Regions from separate parts of the Mus musculus genome. Here region 2 is linked to region 1. A link is a contact called in public Hi-C data. All regions are on one chromosome and are shown on one strand. Each heading gives the region's core, a stretch centred on a gene start, on an enhancer-like site or on the middle of the called end of the contact. The rest is flanking DNA. Distances are from core to core; before and after follow the strand shown.

What was found. A called contact is a pair of places that touch in the nucleus more often than the background predicts.
Region 2: a Hi-C map of uterus shows a contact between it and region 1, with 2.0 times the contacts expected there. The contact joins two enhancer-like sites. A contact is called at or near these places in 4 of 39 promoter capture datasets (cranial neural crest, hippocampal neurons, second pharyngeal arch cranial neural crest and 1 more), 1 of 484 Hi-C or Micro-C datasets (uterus) and 1 of 115 datasets of contacts at active chromatin or transcription factors (SST interneurons).

Annotation. Positions count from the first base shown.
Region 1 is chr5:140,105,131-140,113,018 of GRCm38.p6, reverse strand. Mad1l1 (MAD1 mitotic arrest deficient 1-like 1) reads left to right here. Exons shown (of 18, transcript NM_010752.3): 15 at 7,414-7,504. Among named protein-coding and RNA genes, the nearest start is that of Gm30492, 14 kb to the right of the region's middle. Within about 2 kb of position 4,893, at least 47 of the 459 cell types and tissues checked have an H3K27ac peak or open chromatin away from gene starts, as enhancers often do. A contact at or near this core is called in uterus, where this site is marked.
Region 2 is chr5:140,253,143-140,261,030 of GRCm38.p6, reverse strand. The region is part of intron 10 of Mad1l1 (MAD1 mitotic arrest deficient 1-like 1); the gene reads left to right. Among named protein-coding and RNA genes, the nearest start is that of Gm16120, 49 kb to the right of the region's middle. Within about 2 kb of position 3,515, at least 36 of the 459 cell types and tissues checked have an H3K27ac peak or open chromatin away from gene starts, as enhancers often do. A contact at or near this core is called in uterus, where this site is marked.

The sequences.
Region 1 (7,888 bases), core at 3,644-6,143:
CCTGCTGGGCCCCAGCCTGAGCGGGCATTCCTAGGTCTGGGGGGCAGAGGGGTACCATGACAGGGACATTAAATATGTTGGCCTTTCTCGGGGAGAAAGCAGGAACTCTGTGACTACTACTCAGTGTGCTCTGGCTGGGTCACCCTCTCTTGGACACCTTTTGTTTGGGTAGCTTGTCACTTGTCATTGTGTCTTCTCAAGGGGAGCTTGTCTGGACCATTTGACTGGTACTACAGCTCTGGTCACTGGGCAACCCCTCTCCTCCTGGACTCTCTTCCTCTACCTGCAGATCTGTATATTCATGGTAGACTGAGGGAGCAGAGGTAGAAGCAGGTAGCCTAGTACCAGTAGACACAAACAGAAACACCTAAAATTAGGCCACAGAGAGGAAGGGGCAGCCTAATGTAGGTGGCCTTCTGACTGCCGATTGAGTTGCTGACTGAGATCTCTAGGAAGGGATCATGTGTCCCTAACAGCAACCACCTCTGCCTCACCAGAGCAAGGCCACAAGTGCTGGTGCCTGCTCTGCTGAGAGGGCATGGCCCCAGCCTCTAGACCCCGTGGGGAGCCCTGCTCATAGCCATCAGTATCGGGTTCTTGTGTCCCATGATGGAATGTGCTCTCATCCCATGCTGCTGCCTGTACTAAGCGGCAAAACTCTGGGATGCAGGAAGGTGGTGGATGCACACCACTCCCTGTACTGGGTAGAATGAGCAGACATGCACCCGGTCATCACCATCCATCAGAGTCCAGTATCACACACACATACACGCACAGAAGCTCACACATTTAAGGTGCATAGAGAATATTCATCTGACCACACCAAACTCAAACTAGATGTCAGTAACAGAATGCAAGAGGAAAAGCTGTACCCACGGGGAAATTGATAGCATGGTTCTGAACTGCCTGCGGATCACACAGGATGTGTGGCAGAGAAGAGGAACAAGTGAACGCTAATGAAAACACGCTCATCATATCAGATCCGTGGAGAGAAGAGAACCTGCGGCGCCCAGCGTTCCAGCTGACAGAGCAGAAGCCATGGCCCTGCCACCAGGAGGACATGGCAAGCAAAGGAGCCCAGGATGAGAAGCAAGGAGGAGGTAATGAACTTGAAAAAAGAAACACAATTGAGAAAAATGCAGAAGCAAAAGGCTGTTTTTCTGGGGGGAAAATCTATAAAATTGACAAACTGCCAACAAAAGTGAAACATACTCAGAGAAGCAAACGAGCCGTCTCAGGTATGACACAGGGACACTGCTGCAAAGAGCCTGTGGCCTCTGAAGGATGGCATGTACAGGAACACTAGCTTGTCACTAGCAGGTCTAGTCAGCCCTCCAAACCAAAATTAGCCCCAGCATGGTGCCCCACCTATAATCCCAGCCTGGGGAAGTGGAGGCAGATGGGTCAGAGTTCAGTCATTTTGGGCTACATGATGAGTTTAAGGCCAGCCTGAGCTACGTGAGACTGTTCTCAAAGGTATAGACAAAACAAACACCCGAACCAAGATGTACAGTGAGGTTGATGAATACTTTAAAATTGAATCACAATTAAGAGGCTCCAAAGGAAGAAGGTTCCAGGCCCATTGGGTTGGTTCCCATGGAGACCCTGCTCACAGCCGAAGCCTAATGGGTACCAACCTGACTCACCCGTCTTCCACAAGACAGAAGAGATCTACAAAGTACAGCCAAAGGGAGCCTGGCACTCATGGGATGGGACTGTGTCATGGCAGCCAGTGACACATGCATGACCTACCCTGCAGAGACAAATCTGCTGGAACAGACACTGTCACTGAAGCTGTTGCCATTGATTCAGAGAGCTGAGTGAACTGGAAGAAGCTCTGACTTGCGTTTCCTTAAGTGTACAAAGTTCCTGCAAGACCTTCTACTCAGCCCCAGCTCAACCTCCCCTACCCTGCTCCTGGAACCCCTGTGGGGGCTCTGTGCTGCCAGAGCCCTTGTAGGGTCAGTAGCAGGCAGGCATCAGCTGTGGAAGGCCACTCCCTCCCCCACTCCATCCATCAGCTTCCAACTTCTAAGGGAGTTTTTGATGCTGTCCCTTTTATTTTCTGTGGTCAGGCTTCAGAGAAATGAGACTGCCTTTATTCTCAACTGCAGTGGCGTTCTGAGAGATTGCTCCTAAGTGCCGTGTTCACATGGCCATCTTTATCAGTCCCTATGCTTGCTTGTATGTGGGTGGGGTTTGTTACTGTTGCTGTTTCTTTTCTAAGGTAAAGTTTGCTATATAGCTCAGGCTAGCCTTGACCCTTTATTCTCTTACCTCGGCCTCCTATATGCTGGGATTAAAGGCATGCAGCGTGTTCTACCATGCCCAGCTCATTTGTTGTTGTTGTTGTTGTTGTTGTTGTTTTGTAAGTGAAACACACATACAAGTCAAAAAAAGAAACCAATGGAAAACAAAGAGAAGCCTGTTATTTATACTGTCAGCAAACAGTCTTCACGTTGAATGTGTGCGCACTTCCCCATGTCCCTGGCTTTCTGCAATCATCTGTTGGTTTTGTATCACTGGACATAGCACCCAGCGCCTGCTTCCACCCCCATGAGTGTGCTCCTGCATGTACAAGGGAACCTGTGTGTGAGGGCCTGGGGGCACATGGGCAGGTCTGTGTCACAGGCAGCGGGACATAAATCTCATTTAACATTCCTCAGAAACTACTTCTTATCTTGGTGTTTTGAGTCCTGGCCTGCAACTTACCAAGCAGATTAGGTGGGCAGAGAACCCGAGGTTCCTCCTGTTTCCACCCAGCCTGTGTAAACACGGCCTCTGGGGATCTGACTCAGGCTCTCCTGACTGTGAGGCCAGCTCTGTACCTTTGTGTGCTGTGCAGGCTCCTTTGGGTGGCTGTGAACAGGTAGTGGATGTGGTCATTTAACTAAATGGCTTGCTCAGCTCTGGTCCAGCATGCCCACTTGGGTGGACTCTGTGCCTGTGATCTCTTAGCACTGACATCTCCCACTCAGCATAGCACCTGTGGGGGCATCTCTTTAAAGGAATGTCTCCCCCCATGGCTGAGTCCTGAGGCAGGAGGTGCATCTTCCCAGTTGGCTTTTCTTTTTCTGTCTGCTTTGCCCCAGGTAGCCTCAGCTCTAAGCTCACCTGTCCCTGAACACAAACATCAATAAGATGGCTTTTTCTTATTTTTTAATTATATGTAAATTTGTGTGTGTGTGTGTGTGTGTGTGTGTGTGTGTGTGTGTGTGTGTGTGTTTGCATGTGCATGTGAATGCAGGTACCTGTGAAGCCCAGAAGTGGGCACCAGAGCCCCTGGAGCTAGACTTGTGGACAGTTGTTAGCCAGCCCCAGTGGATGGTGATTCTTCTGGAAGAGCAGCAGTGTTTGTAACTGCTGAGCCATTGATCTCCACGCCAGGTATCCACGTGCACATGGGCTTTCTTTTCTTTTTCTTCCCTTTAAAAAATGTCTTTATTTATTTCACTTTATTTTATTTTGGCAATGCTCTGCATGTCTTGGGGGATCATCTCCCTCTGCCTTGTGTAAATTTGTCCCCAAATGTTTTCTTCTCTCTGATGCTGTAGCAGATGAAGTGCACAGCAGAGCTCACACGTGGTGGTTTGTATGGTGCTGTTTTGGTGGGTTTGTGCATCAGCAGGGCATCTTGTGATGAGGAGTGGTTTGCTGCTGTTATTTCATTGTCTTGTCTAATTGCTTTGGCAGTTTAGTCAGATGAACGCAGTCAGAGCAGGCATTGTCTCAGAGTTTTAAAAAATTACTTAATTAGATTGATGTGTGTGTGTGTGTGTGTGTGTGTGCGTGCACACGCGTGTTTCTGTAGACCCCCTGGAGTAAGTGCGGAGGCCAGAAGATGGCACTCAGGAGTGCGTTCTCTCCTTTCATCCTGAGCTGGATCTCAGGTTGTCAGGCTTGGTGGCTGCACCTTAATCTTGAGGAAATCTTGCAGCTGTCTTCCCTGCTTTTGTTTTTTGTTTATGTGCATTGGTGTTTCATGTGTGTGTGTGAGGGAGGGGGTCAGATACTCTGAAACTGGATACAGACAATTGTGAGCTGCCAGGTGAGTGCTAGGAATTGGACCCAGGTCCCCCTGAAGAACAACTGATGCTCTTAACCACTGAGCCATCTCCCTAGCCTTTTTTTTTTTTTTTAAAAAGGTTGTTTGTTTTTTTTACATCTTTGTTTTTGTTTGTTTTTGTTATTGTTTGTTTTTGTTTCAGAAATGACATGTCCTGTTGAGGTTGCTGCCCTCTGTGTTCAAGGTGACAGGTTTGGTGAAGGGATTTTCCTGTGTCAACTGAGAGCGGAGTAGAGGAGAGCTTCTTGTCCTTGCTCCCTAGAGGGTCACACAGCACAGTGTTAGGTGTTGAGATGCCTTGGATCCCTGCTGTTTTCAAACCCTTTGCCATAGCATGGAAAGCTTTCAGGGAACGGCTGGCATGTGGCTAAGTGAGTCCACACCTGTCCCCCATGTTTATGTGGTTAGGCTTGTCCCCCAAGTTTACTGGTCTCAGTTCTAGTTACTTCTTTTAAAAAATAATTTTAGTTTTTGTTTCATATATTCATTTCATTTTAATTTTAGGTTTGCAGTCTTGCAGTTTGAACCCATGTCCTCACATGTGTTAAACATGCACGCTACAGAGCTACCTTCCCAGCCTTTTTCTGTGGCTACCTTTTACATTTTGGAACAGGATCCCACAAACTGCTCCTTGAACCCATGAGTGGCCCAGGAAAACCCTTAATTCTTGATCCTTCTGCCTCAGTCTCCACACAGCTAGGTTGGTGGGCCTATACCCCAGGCCCAGATTGGCCTTAGTTTTCTGGAAGTGTCTTTGCCTCTATTCAGTGTCCGTCAGCTGCTGGTTTCAGAGAGAGAGCTTCCTCATTCCTTTCTCTGCCAAGTTGGGCAAGACCATATGATTCTTTGAGTGTTTGCTTGTGCTCTCTGGCCTGGCCTTCTTCCTTGTTTGGGAGACTCTGACTTCCCTTTTGACCCTCACAGTGATCTCAGGTTTATCCGCTTCTCTGGGGGTCACCTTGGAAGGTCATCAGTAGGAGTCTGCCTGTGCCATCTTGGCTACTCAGATGTGTGCCCAGTTGTCCCTAGCATCCTTTTGTGACCTTTGTCCTGTGGTGCCCTCTCACAGCTTCCAGGTTCGTGGTGAGCTCTTCTCTCTGGTTGGTTTTGCTTGGGAGTTTCCTGTGTAATCGTTCACACAACCCAATCCTCATTGTCTCCAGCCTGCTGTCAGCTGTCAGCTCGAGCTGCTCTCCTTCCCTGCTTTCCTTTTGGACTCATGTGACATCTTTGATGTGACATCTTCCTTGTGTTTGGAGCCCTCTGTTTCCTCTTAGTGTTTGTCTCTGGTGTCTCCTAATCTCCCCAGTGAATTCTTTTTTATCCCAGGATAATTGTAGTTTCTTACTTTTTTGTTTTATAGGTGTGTGGTTGAGTATGTATATGTGTGAGCCAGTTCAGCTTCAGGCATCAGTCCTCATAGAGTCTAACATCTGCCATTTGAGCCAGAATCTCTCAATGGCCAGGAGCTCACCAATTGGTTCTCAACCTTCTTAATACTGTGACACTTTAGTACAGCTTGTGTTATGGTGATTCCCAACCATAAAATTATTTTCATTGCTACTTCATAACTGTAATTTTGCTACCATTACAATTCCTAATGTAAATATCTGTGTTTTCCATTGGTCTTACGTGACCCCTGTGAAAGGGTTTTTTGACACATATCCCACAGGTTGAGAACCACTGCTCTAGTCTCAGTCTCTCCCGCACTGGGATCACAAGTGCGCATCAGCATCCCCAGCTTTTCATGGCAGTGCTGGAACAATAATGTAGCTGAATTTTGCTACTTAGTAGGTTTTCTTCTACCATTTCCCATCCCCTTTTTTCCCTACCATTTCAACACCCTAACACTAGATAAGAGACAGAGAAAGAGACAAAGAGAGACAGAGACTCACAGAGAGAAGAGAAAGGCACACAGAGAGAAAGAGAGACAGAAAGAGAGACAGAGGGGGGTTGAAAGGTGGGTGGTGTTTTCATTAGACTACTAACCGCTGGTTAGGGGCACTGAGTTCCTTGGGGCAACTTTGATCTTCTCCATCAGGATGTCTAATTTCTTCTTGTAGTTGTTTCTTCTTTGCATATGACTGCTTAACAGACCATAACTAACAACCAGCCAACAACCCACATCACACCTCTCAGGACCTAGCATTTATATACCCTCTAAGGAGTCCCAGGAATTCCAAATGTCACACAGTCACAGAATCTATCTGCAGCTGGCAAAATCATGCCCCTGCCAGAGCACAAGGCAGATCATAGTCTGCTAACGTGGACGATCTGAAGCAGCTCTATATCCCCACACCTGGGATTAAAATGAAAACATATTCTTATAGTATTTCTGTGGTTTTTTAAAAGAAACTAAAATTCCACAGTTCATGGAATAGAACTCAAGTTCTCAGGCCTTCAAAGCAATCACCCACAAAGCCATCTCCCTAACCCCTGTTGAATTACTGTCTTTACAGTTCCTCTGCCATTGATCTCCAACTTCATTTATGGCAGGCATTCTACTAAATGAATATACTAAGACTTGTTTTGTGGCCATGCATTAGGTCTGTTCTGGAGTGTTCTGTGTCCTACTTCAAGCCAGCCAGAACTACACAGTAAGATCCTAGCTCATAAAACTGCCCTTGAATTCCCCGCCCCCTCTTCCTCCATTTCAGCTGGCTCACAGGTGCATACCCATCACGCTCAGCCTTTCCTTAAAGGGGAAGCCTGGCTTGTTGACTTGAGATGAGAGCATTGGATACATTCTGTCTCTAAGCCTGGCTTTCCTGGATACGCTATGTCCAGTTCAATGTGTTTGCTAATTTCCTTTACTTTCTTTGAGCAGTGTATTTAGTGTGTGTTGTTACATTTCCAAGTGGCCAAAGCTTTGCTCTTGGCTTGTTCTGGTTTCTCCTTTAGTCCTGAAGTGCTCTCTGGACACTTCCTTTCCTTTTAGCCCCTTGTAGCTGTCTGGCTACTTTGTTATGGACTCTTAAACTACACAGATTTTAGGAACTGCTCCATTTTATGGTCAGTGGTCAGCACAACATGAGGAACTGTATTAAAGGGTTGCAGCACAACAAATTAGGAAGGTTTGAGAACCACAGTTCTAAAGACTCCTGAGTTGCTTTTCCATTTGCAGTTTCTCCTCTAGCCTGTGGTCACTCTCCAGGGTGAACCAGGGGGCCTGAGACAGATTCCTTACCTGATTCTAGCCAAGCTTCAGGGTCAGCCAAGAACCCCTGGCTTGAGTCCTTCCTTAGACCTAAGTAAGTGCTGTCCACTGCTGTCCTCCCACTAGGGCCATGACCTTCCATCTGTGCTGGACTGCAGTGGCACCTGGTTATGTCATGGTCTCCTTGCAGGTTGAAGGTGGAGGAGCTGGAGGGTGAGCGGAGCCGTCTGGAACAGGAAAAGCAGGTGCTGGAGATGCAGATGGAGAAACTAACCCTACAGGTAGGTTTGGTGGCCAGAGAGAGGTTCCCTGTAGACAGTACTCCTTCCAGCCCCTGTGAATGAACCTGGGCTTCCTCCTATGCATCCCCCCCTTACCTGGCTGAGAGCTACTGCTGGGTTCTGCAGGACCACAGGTCTGGGCCACTCTGGCTCGCTGTGCAGGGACCGCTTCATACCCTTGGTTCTTGTGCTTCTCAGCACTGACCTCGGCCTCTCTTCTCTCTGGTGCTGTACCCTGTCACTCCCATTTCCCTGTGGTCATGACCTTCTCTGCTGTCTGCATTAGACTGTTTCTCTTCTTTTTAGTTTTCCTCCTCCTGATCACACTGCTCATGGCAAGAAGCCCACAGGTTAGAGATTGCCTGGCTTCTAGACAGGCCATTG
Region 2 (7,888 bases), core at 2,266-4,765, 150 kb before region 1:
TGTGGGAGTAGTTGTTACCTCACATGCCACATCCAGTGAGATTCTAGAGCCACTCTGCAAATTCTAATTTAAGTGCTGTTCACCACTGGGTCCCCTTCTAGATCTGGAGCCTTGCAACTTCCAGGCAGTGTGTGGATCTGGATGGCCTCTGGATGCATGCATGTGTGATGTGTGCAGCTTTGTGTGCTCACAGATGTGAACATTCTACCAGCCTGTGCTCTTGATCACAAGTGATAACATCTCACCCTGAGATGAGCAGTAGGTGTATTTGTTCCGCAGTCCAGTAGGAAGTCCAGGGGCAGCTTAGACCCTGCCGGGCCTGCCGGGCCCTTGTCCTGGCAACACCACACACATCCTGTGTTTTTCTAGAACTGCTTTCTTTCCAAGCCCTAAACAGCAGTGTGCTTTCTGCTTCTGCTCTGACAGTAGGTTCTGTTCAGACAGTCACAAGTGTCAGGTCCCCAGGTCACCCACATTCCCATCCCACCACTCCTTCTCAGGCTCAGGGATTTTCAGAAATCAGGAGAGTGTCTCCCTTGAGACTCCTGGTTTCTTCTGAAGAATCCAGCCCAGGAGCAACCGGATGGTGGCATTTCAGGCAGGGACATAGCTTTCTTCAGTTAACACCCCACCACTACCACCTTGATGCATACATCAATCTCCATGTATTCAAATCCTATTGTGAAGGGTTTCACAGCCCAGCTCCCAAGTCAGTGGATGGGGTGGACTTTCTCCCCTCTGCTTTCCAGTCTTTTTGTGACTAGCTCCAACCTGAGCATTGTGGGACTTGTACTAGCTTATCTCATTAGCTTGTTGCGAATATTAGCAGACAGGCCTGTCACCCAGTAGAGCCCAAGAGGTCTTAGGGCTCTGCTGGGAACCAGAGACTGAAACCAAACATGTTTGGTCTTCTCTCACATTGGGCTGGGCTCTTGTCCATTTGCCCTGTGGCTGGGCACTTGGCCAATTTTATGATTTTTGAAGTGCCTTCCTAGGTCTAGTCTTATGTCCAGAGACAAAAAGGAAAAGTCTTCTTTGAGTGTTAATGGAATAAAGAAGGCTTTTCTGTGGCCACCATCCACCTGATCCCCTTCACTGACCAAAACTGGGCTGTGTGCCTGCCCAGACCCTGTACTGTCAGAAGATGGAGTTGCCATAGTGAACCCAAGGTCATCCCATGTGTGTGTGTGTGTGTGTGTGTGTGTGTTTATATGTGTATGCTCACGTGTGCGCGCACTACCTGAGGCAAGTGTGGGCTCCTGCAGAGCCAGAGGGAGGAAAGTGTACAGCCACCAGGGCAAGAGCGCCTAGTGCCCCAGTGGACTGACTTGCATGGACAGGACTAGGAGGAGCATGGAGCCAGCCTGTTGTTGTGGGTGATCCAACCGTAGTCTTGTCTTCTTAGGGAGACAGCATTTTCATCATTCATTACTAGCCAGAAGGAGGGGTTCTCATTGGAGTGCTGATGTCACTCTGAAAATTGGCTTCTAGAAGCATCTGGTTATGTTGGACATAATCACATCCATTTACTTGAGAAAGCTCACATGATAAAGATTGCCTTTTGCTTTCAAAGCCTCTGTCAGATGAAACGGGCATGAAAAGTGATTTGGAATTAAAGCTTGAACGTTTGCCGGGTGATCCTCTTCATTTTCCTCTGACTATGAAATGGAATGAACTATTCAAGTCAAGGAAACCTATCTGCATTTCCCTCGCACCCAGTAGTTAGCTGCTGTGACCAGGCATGCTAAGACCCATGTCTGCCCAAGAGCCACGAGAAACGGGCCACTGGCACACCTCCCAATGTACCTGGCTTGTGTTTGCCAGTTTGGGTTGAGTCAGCCTGTGGTTTGGTTTATGTAGGTTTGAGACTGGAGTCTTGGAGTAGCCTGTGTCAGGGGCAGGCAGTGCTGGGGAGTGGGGAGGTTGGGGTACACCTCTAACCTCAGGACATCCCATGGATGTACTTGTGTTTTGCTTTCTTCTGTAGAATGCTGAGGTCCCTAGTTAGCAGATCTCAGACAGGAGAGGCCTGGTCCACAGTACTGTCTCTGGTAATGTTTTTACAAGATGGTTGTGTTTGGGTTTCCTGTGTGCTGGCCTTCTGTGCCTGGGTTCATGTGGGACGTGTGACCTTTTGTTCTATGTGGCTTCTGTAGCCTGGACACAGACTTCTTGTGGAGTTGGCTAAGCACTGCCTGCCTTGTGAGTCTCTCAGAGCTAGGCTGTTGAGCTGAGGAGCAGAGAGGCAACAGCTGTGGTGCTGGGGCTGGGTTCACAGGGCTCCTCACTGGTGGACTGGGGGCAGAGGCTCTCTTAGTAAGGTGGGAACCGGTGGTTATCGTGAAGTCTACGCAGCTCGAGCCTTGAAACTGAGATGGCCTAGGTTAAGGTAGTTGTTATTTTGCTAGTGAGGAGAGTCACTCAGGAGATGAGCTGAGACGCTATGTTTCCAGCCTATTGTATGCTAGGTCATGGTTGTGCCTTTCCTTTTAATGCAGGTTCCAGATGGAACCAGGTGGCTAGGGTGGCACTGGCTTCAGTGGTTGGATGGATTATTGCAGCTTCAGCACTTCAGCCCTTGGGGCCTGAGCTTAAAAGGGCAAGTTTCCACCATTTTGTTCATGGGACCAGGAGACCCAGAAAGGCCAAGTGTTTTTCCTTGGCCTTTTAAAGACGGTTGGGCAGATTTGAATGAAGTGGGAAGGAGAGAGCATGGTACATCCTGAGCTGCAGAGGGCATCACAGGGTAGGCCAGGCTTTGCACAGAGGGAGCAAGGCAAGGCAAGGCACCTGTTTTTTGTTTTTTTCAGTGTGTGGTGTGTAGTTGGGGAGGAGCAGACCATCAGACCACCCCAAGTCATGGTGTCGCATGCTGAGGTTCTGGTCGTATTTCACAGCTATGCAGGCCAGTGGCCTGCACTCCCATCATGCTGTGTCCTTGTCCAATGTTCTAGCCCAGCTATTGATCATGTCTGAATCTTGCAAACAAATGTTTGCTGCTTCTGTGGCTTTAAAACATGTTCTTTATTACACCCCTAGACTGCCCACTGGCTGTTAGAAGAGAGATTTTGTGCCCCCTGCCCTCCTGCCCCCTTGTTTCTGCTGTGAAGGGCATGGCAGTACTTATGAGAACACTCACTCAAGTGTGTAGCACCTCTCCAACCTGTGCATGAGTCAACTGTGTCTTCTGCCACTGGCTGTGTTAGTAAGTCGGTGTCAGCGACCCATGCCTGGAGACCAGAGAGTTTCTGTAGAGCTGCCTCTGCGAAGCACTGAGGAACTGCTAGAGTTGGGCCTTTGCCTGTTGCTGTAGTTACCTCAGTAGGCCCTGGCATATGTGGGGCAGAACTGTGCCTCTGGGAAGGCTGCTAGGCAGGGCTCTGACCTGAGCCCTGTGTGGGTGAGGTGCCGGACTGTAATGTGCCTCATTGAAGGAGGCTGAGCCATAGACATCATCTGGGTCTAGGAAGGCCAGATGAAGTCACACCCTAGAGTTTCCAACCAGCCAGGAGCAGGGAAAGCACCTCCTACTATTGAGATGAGATCACCTTGATCCCTAGCTGGGCAGGCACCGCTCTGAACTCATTAGACTGAAACAGTCTTTTGTTTTTTTTGAGATATTGTCTTTTTATATTTTCTAGGCTGATCTGGAACTCTCTGGAGTTCCCTGTGTATCTTGTGCTGGCCTTGGACTGACTGACTGACTGACTCTCTCTCTCTCTCTCTGTGTGTGTGTGTGTGTGCGCGCGCGCGCGTGTGTTATCCCATTCAGCTGAATTTGTTCCTTTGTTTGTTTGTTTTCCTCTTTTCTCTGAGTGTTTAGGTGAAAGCTCAGAGGTGGGACTGGCATTTCCATCTGATAGGAGACTGGTGTTTTTGAGTAGCAGGAGATGGGATGGGAGATGGTAGTCAGGAGAGTGTCACAGGGATATATGGATGGAGGAGGGATGGGTGGACGGGTGATGTGTCCTGTTTAGTAGGTGAGGAGGACCAGGGAGCCGTTGCCCAGGTGAATGTGGCCTGTTGAAGTGGAGAGTATGCTCTGCAGGGCTGTGTTGGAGACTGTGCCCAGGCATTGGGTAGCTCTGGTTGGTGAGGACAGGAGGGGGGAGGTTCCTTTGCAGCATGTGTGCAGCGGGGGTTGGGCAGATTCCTGCTTGGTGGGTGGCTTGCTAGTGGGCACCAGTATAGGGAATCCTCCAAGAAGGTGTTGGTCTGTACATTCCCACGGTCGGCTGCCGTGAGCCATCAGGCTGCGCCTGCGCTCCTCCTCACCCATCCCGCACAGCTCACAGGTACCATCGATCATGGATATGGATGGGGCTGTCAGGGCCTGCCTTGCATCCTCGGTACCTTCGGACAGGATCTGATTACAGTGTCAGGAACCTTGCCCTCTTCGGTGTGCCAGCCTTGCTTTTTGTTCTGTAGGGCTGATAATGCCTCTCTTGGTTTTGTGGCTAAGGAGCTGGCAGGTTGCCTGGGGTGTATGTGTAGATCTTAGGTGTGTCCTCTGTTCAGTATCTATTGCATTGGGCTGACCAGCACTGCCCAAAAGACCCCTCTGCTCTTGATGGGGCTCTTTAGGGTCAGGAGTTCAAGGGCCCAGGTAGGTCCCCACTATGTTACTAACTTACCAGCTTTCTGTAGGTTGTGCTGAAGTGCTGTGATTGAGTGTCAGGCAGGCCTGGGAACTCCATTCCCTCATTCATTTGCAGAAGGTGAGTTTGAACCCTGGTGGATCTGCAGGGAGTCAGTAGAAACAGACCTTGAGCCTAGTCTGTCAGTCTCCCAAGCATCCATGCTACGGCTGAGTTTGGAGCCCAGGTCTCCAAGGAGGTCCTAACACAACTGCTCTCCAGGGCTACTTCAAGTCGTAGGCTGGCACCCTCTGAAATGTTTATGTAAGGCAGGGCCACTGAAGACAAACTGTGTAGTGATGTGGAACGTGGGTGCAGATGTTTCCTCTTCCACCCTTTCCTGTCCACTCCCTCCATCCAGGTCAGGACACAGGGAGGCATTCACTCTTTTTCTAGCCAGCTTTCATGAACCATGTGCTCAGCCCCAGGGCTCCATTCACCATGGCCTCACCTTATGCCTGTAGTCCAGAAGGTCTTCTGCTGCTGGGCAGAGCAGTCATGCCTGCAGTCATGGGGCAGGATTCGGGGGTCAGGGGCAGACATGTTGAGTCTGTACGTACCTGTGGTCCGGGTCTTTGCTGAACCAGTCTGGGCCTCTTTGTTGAAAGCCACTTTCCTCATGGGTGAACAGGCACGTAGCACAATGATGATGCCACAACACCATACCTACTTACCTAGCAGAGGGTCCTTAAGGAGAAACAGTACATGGAGGGTATAACCCATCTGGGTCACAAAGGCTGTGCCCTGACTTTCTCCATTGCCTCCCAAGGGCGGTTAAGCTCAGAGTCTGAGTCATAATTCTTGCCTGTTTGTCTAGAGCAGTTAGGCCCCCCTCTCACAGCATCTTGTAGTATAATGAGGCCTTGTCACCTGTGTGAGCCTGTGTCCACATGAGTTATAGTGCTCTCGAGCTGTCTAGAAGCCAACAAAGCCAGTGACAGGTGCTCAGGATTAATGGTGCGGGGACATGTTTTGTGTCTCCAAGGGGGTGTCATGCTGTATCCTGGAGCTGTGATGGGGAAGCCATTATTGCCGGCTCCAAACTCAGGCTGCCTGTGTTTGAATCTCAGCTCCACTACTGAGGAGCACTCGGTCCTTGGACAGTTTAATTAGCCTGTCCACAGTGAAGACACCTTTTCAGGTGGGGTGTGTACAGGAGGGTAAAGTATATTAAAGGATGTAGCCATAAAGGATACAGGCTAGTGTCTGGAACGGTAAACAAGGGGCTGGCCAGCATCATAGTCCTCTTTAATGCCATCCTTTGTGTATGAGGAACCACAGTGAGCAGCTGCTAAGATATGATGGTCCTGGTATTGGGGTGTTCACAGTGGGCACCCCTGGAAGATGAGTTTTGGTAGATGACTGCTGGTGATGGTTAGAGGGCTAGGGGCTGGGCACGTCTTCAGTGGAGAAGATGCTGAAATTTGTTATGGTTGATTGGGTGGGCAGAAGAAGAGCAGTGAGTAGCCCATCTCCCATGGCTGTGTCCCCTGCCAGGTCTTATGCTCATTCCAGCCATTTACTGTTTGTGCATGAGCCAGCTCCTGGGCCTGTCAGGAACACAGGCCAAGGCCTCAAATGTCTGCCTGGTTCTTTCTACCCAGTATGAATGGTCTTTGGCAGAGCAGTTGAGCCAGCTTGCATCTGGTGAGCTCTCTCCATGTGTCCTCAATGGTAGCCCCTACTATGTATTTTAGGGATGCTGTGGGACCTGCTCACACTGATCACATGCCTGTCCTCAGTGGCTCCAGGTCAGGCTTTAGGGGTTGCTGGTCGCAATTCATATACCCCTAGAGACGTGGCTGGGGTCTCTGGAGGAACACCCCTAGAACCTATACTTTCACTCTTGGGACACAGGGAGGAAACGTCCCCTGTAGCTCAGGGCTTCTTGTTACTAGTAGATTGGCTGTATAAATACTTGTTTCTGAGCTGACTATATCTAGGCTCCTTATAGGCCTGTGGGAGGCTTAGTTTGTTGGCTGAACTTCCTGGCTTACAGTTTAGTGCTAAGGCTGAGAGTATGGTTGCAAACACTCGTGTTTCTAAAACCCAGCCAGGGTGGCCCTGTACAGCTGGCCAGACAGACTGACCTGCCACCCACTTTCTGTGCTATGGTCTGTCTATAATGGCCCACAGTTTGTGTCCTAGCTCAGGTCTTGCTGAGGTGTTTGTTTCTTTCTTCCATGCTAGAATCCATGTCACTCTGTGTCATTGCCTTTGTTAAAGTGACAAACTATATCATTCTTTTCTACAGTTGTCTCTAGACATCTGCTTTCCACGCAGCTGTCTGAGGGACACTTTCTGACTCAGGTCACGCCATATTGTCCCCACACCTGAGCCTTCCCCTGGTGCTGTGTCCTCAGGGTGTGCGCAGTTTCCTTGCCAGGTTTTCACCACAGCAGCATCCTCTGCTGCTGCTCTGTGTTGTCCGGGGTCTGTGCACCTTCTCTAGGCTGCCTTTCCACCTCCTTCCCCAGGCATTATTAGCATCATGTTCTTGGCCTTATTTCCTCTGCTGACTTGGCAGACCCATCAAAGCTAGGATTTTTGTTAAAATGAATATATGTTTGCCTCTGTCTAACTCTGCCTGTGCTCCTCTGCTTGTCTTTCTCGGTGCAAGGCTTGTGCTGGCTTTTCTTACAGTGAGCCAACCATTATCCCCACCATAGCACATGCTCTCTGCAGCTGAGGTGGAGGAGCCAGCACCATTGGCAGGCCCACAGGCCCATGGATTTGGTCCTCCCTCACATCTTAGCCAAGCCATGAGGTTATTGGCTGTATATGAAGCCCAGCAGGAGCCCTTTCCCCACTAGCCTGGACTAGTCTCCCTGTCTCCCTCCTTGGCTGCTCTGCACTCAGTATCATCTGAGGTGTCCCAAGGGTCACTGCCTTTGTCCCCTCTTGTCCCACAGTTGTGTGGACTCTGAATGCACTTGCTTCTGTCCTCCCAACCTCAAGTGGTTGCACAGCTCTAAGATGTGCTATGCCTGTCCACACAACTTGAGGGCTTCTCCCCTTCTCACCACTGCACCTTGGCCTCTCATCTTCTGTGGGACTGTCATGACCTCCCAAGTTCCCTTCCTACTGTCTCTTCAGTTCCCTTCTTTCTGTCCCTTGTCAGTTCACATGCTCCTTTAGGTAGGGCATTTCTCCCAGGTTCCACGTTGCATGTTGTTGGGTAAGGTGTCTTCCTTAAGGAGACATGAACAGTCATCTATTTCCCCCCAAAGGGAGCATCAGTGACTGACCAA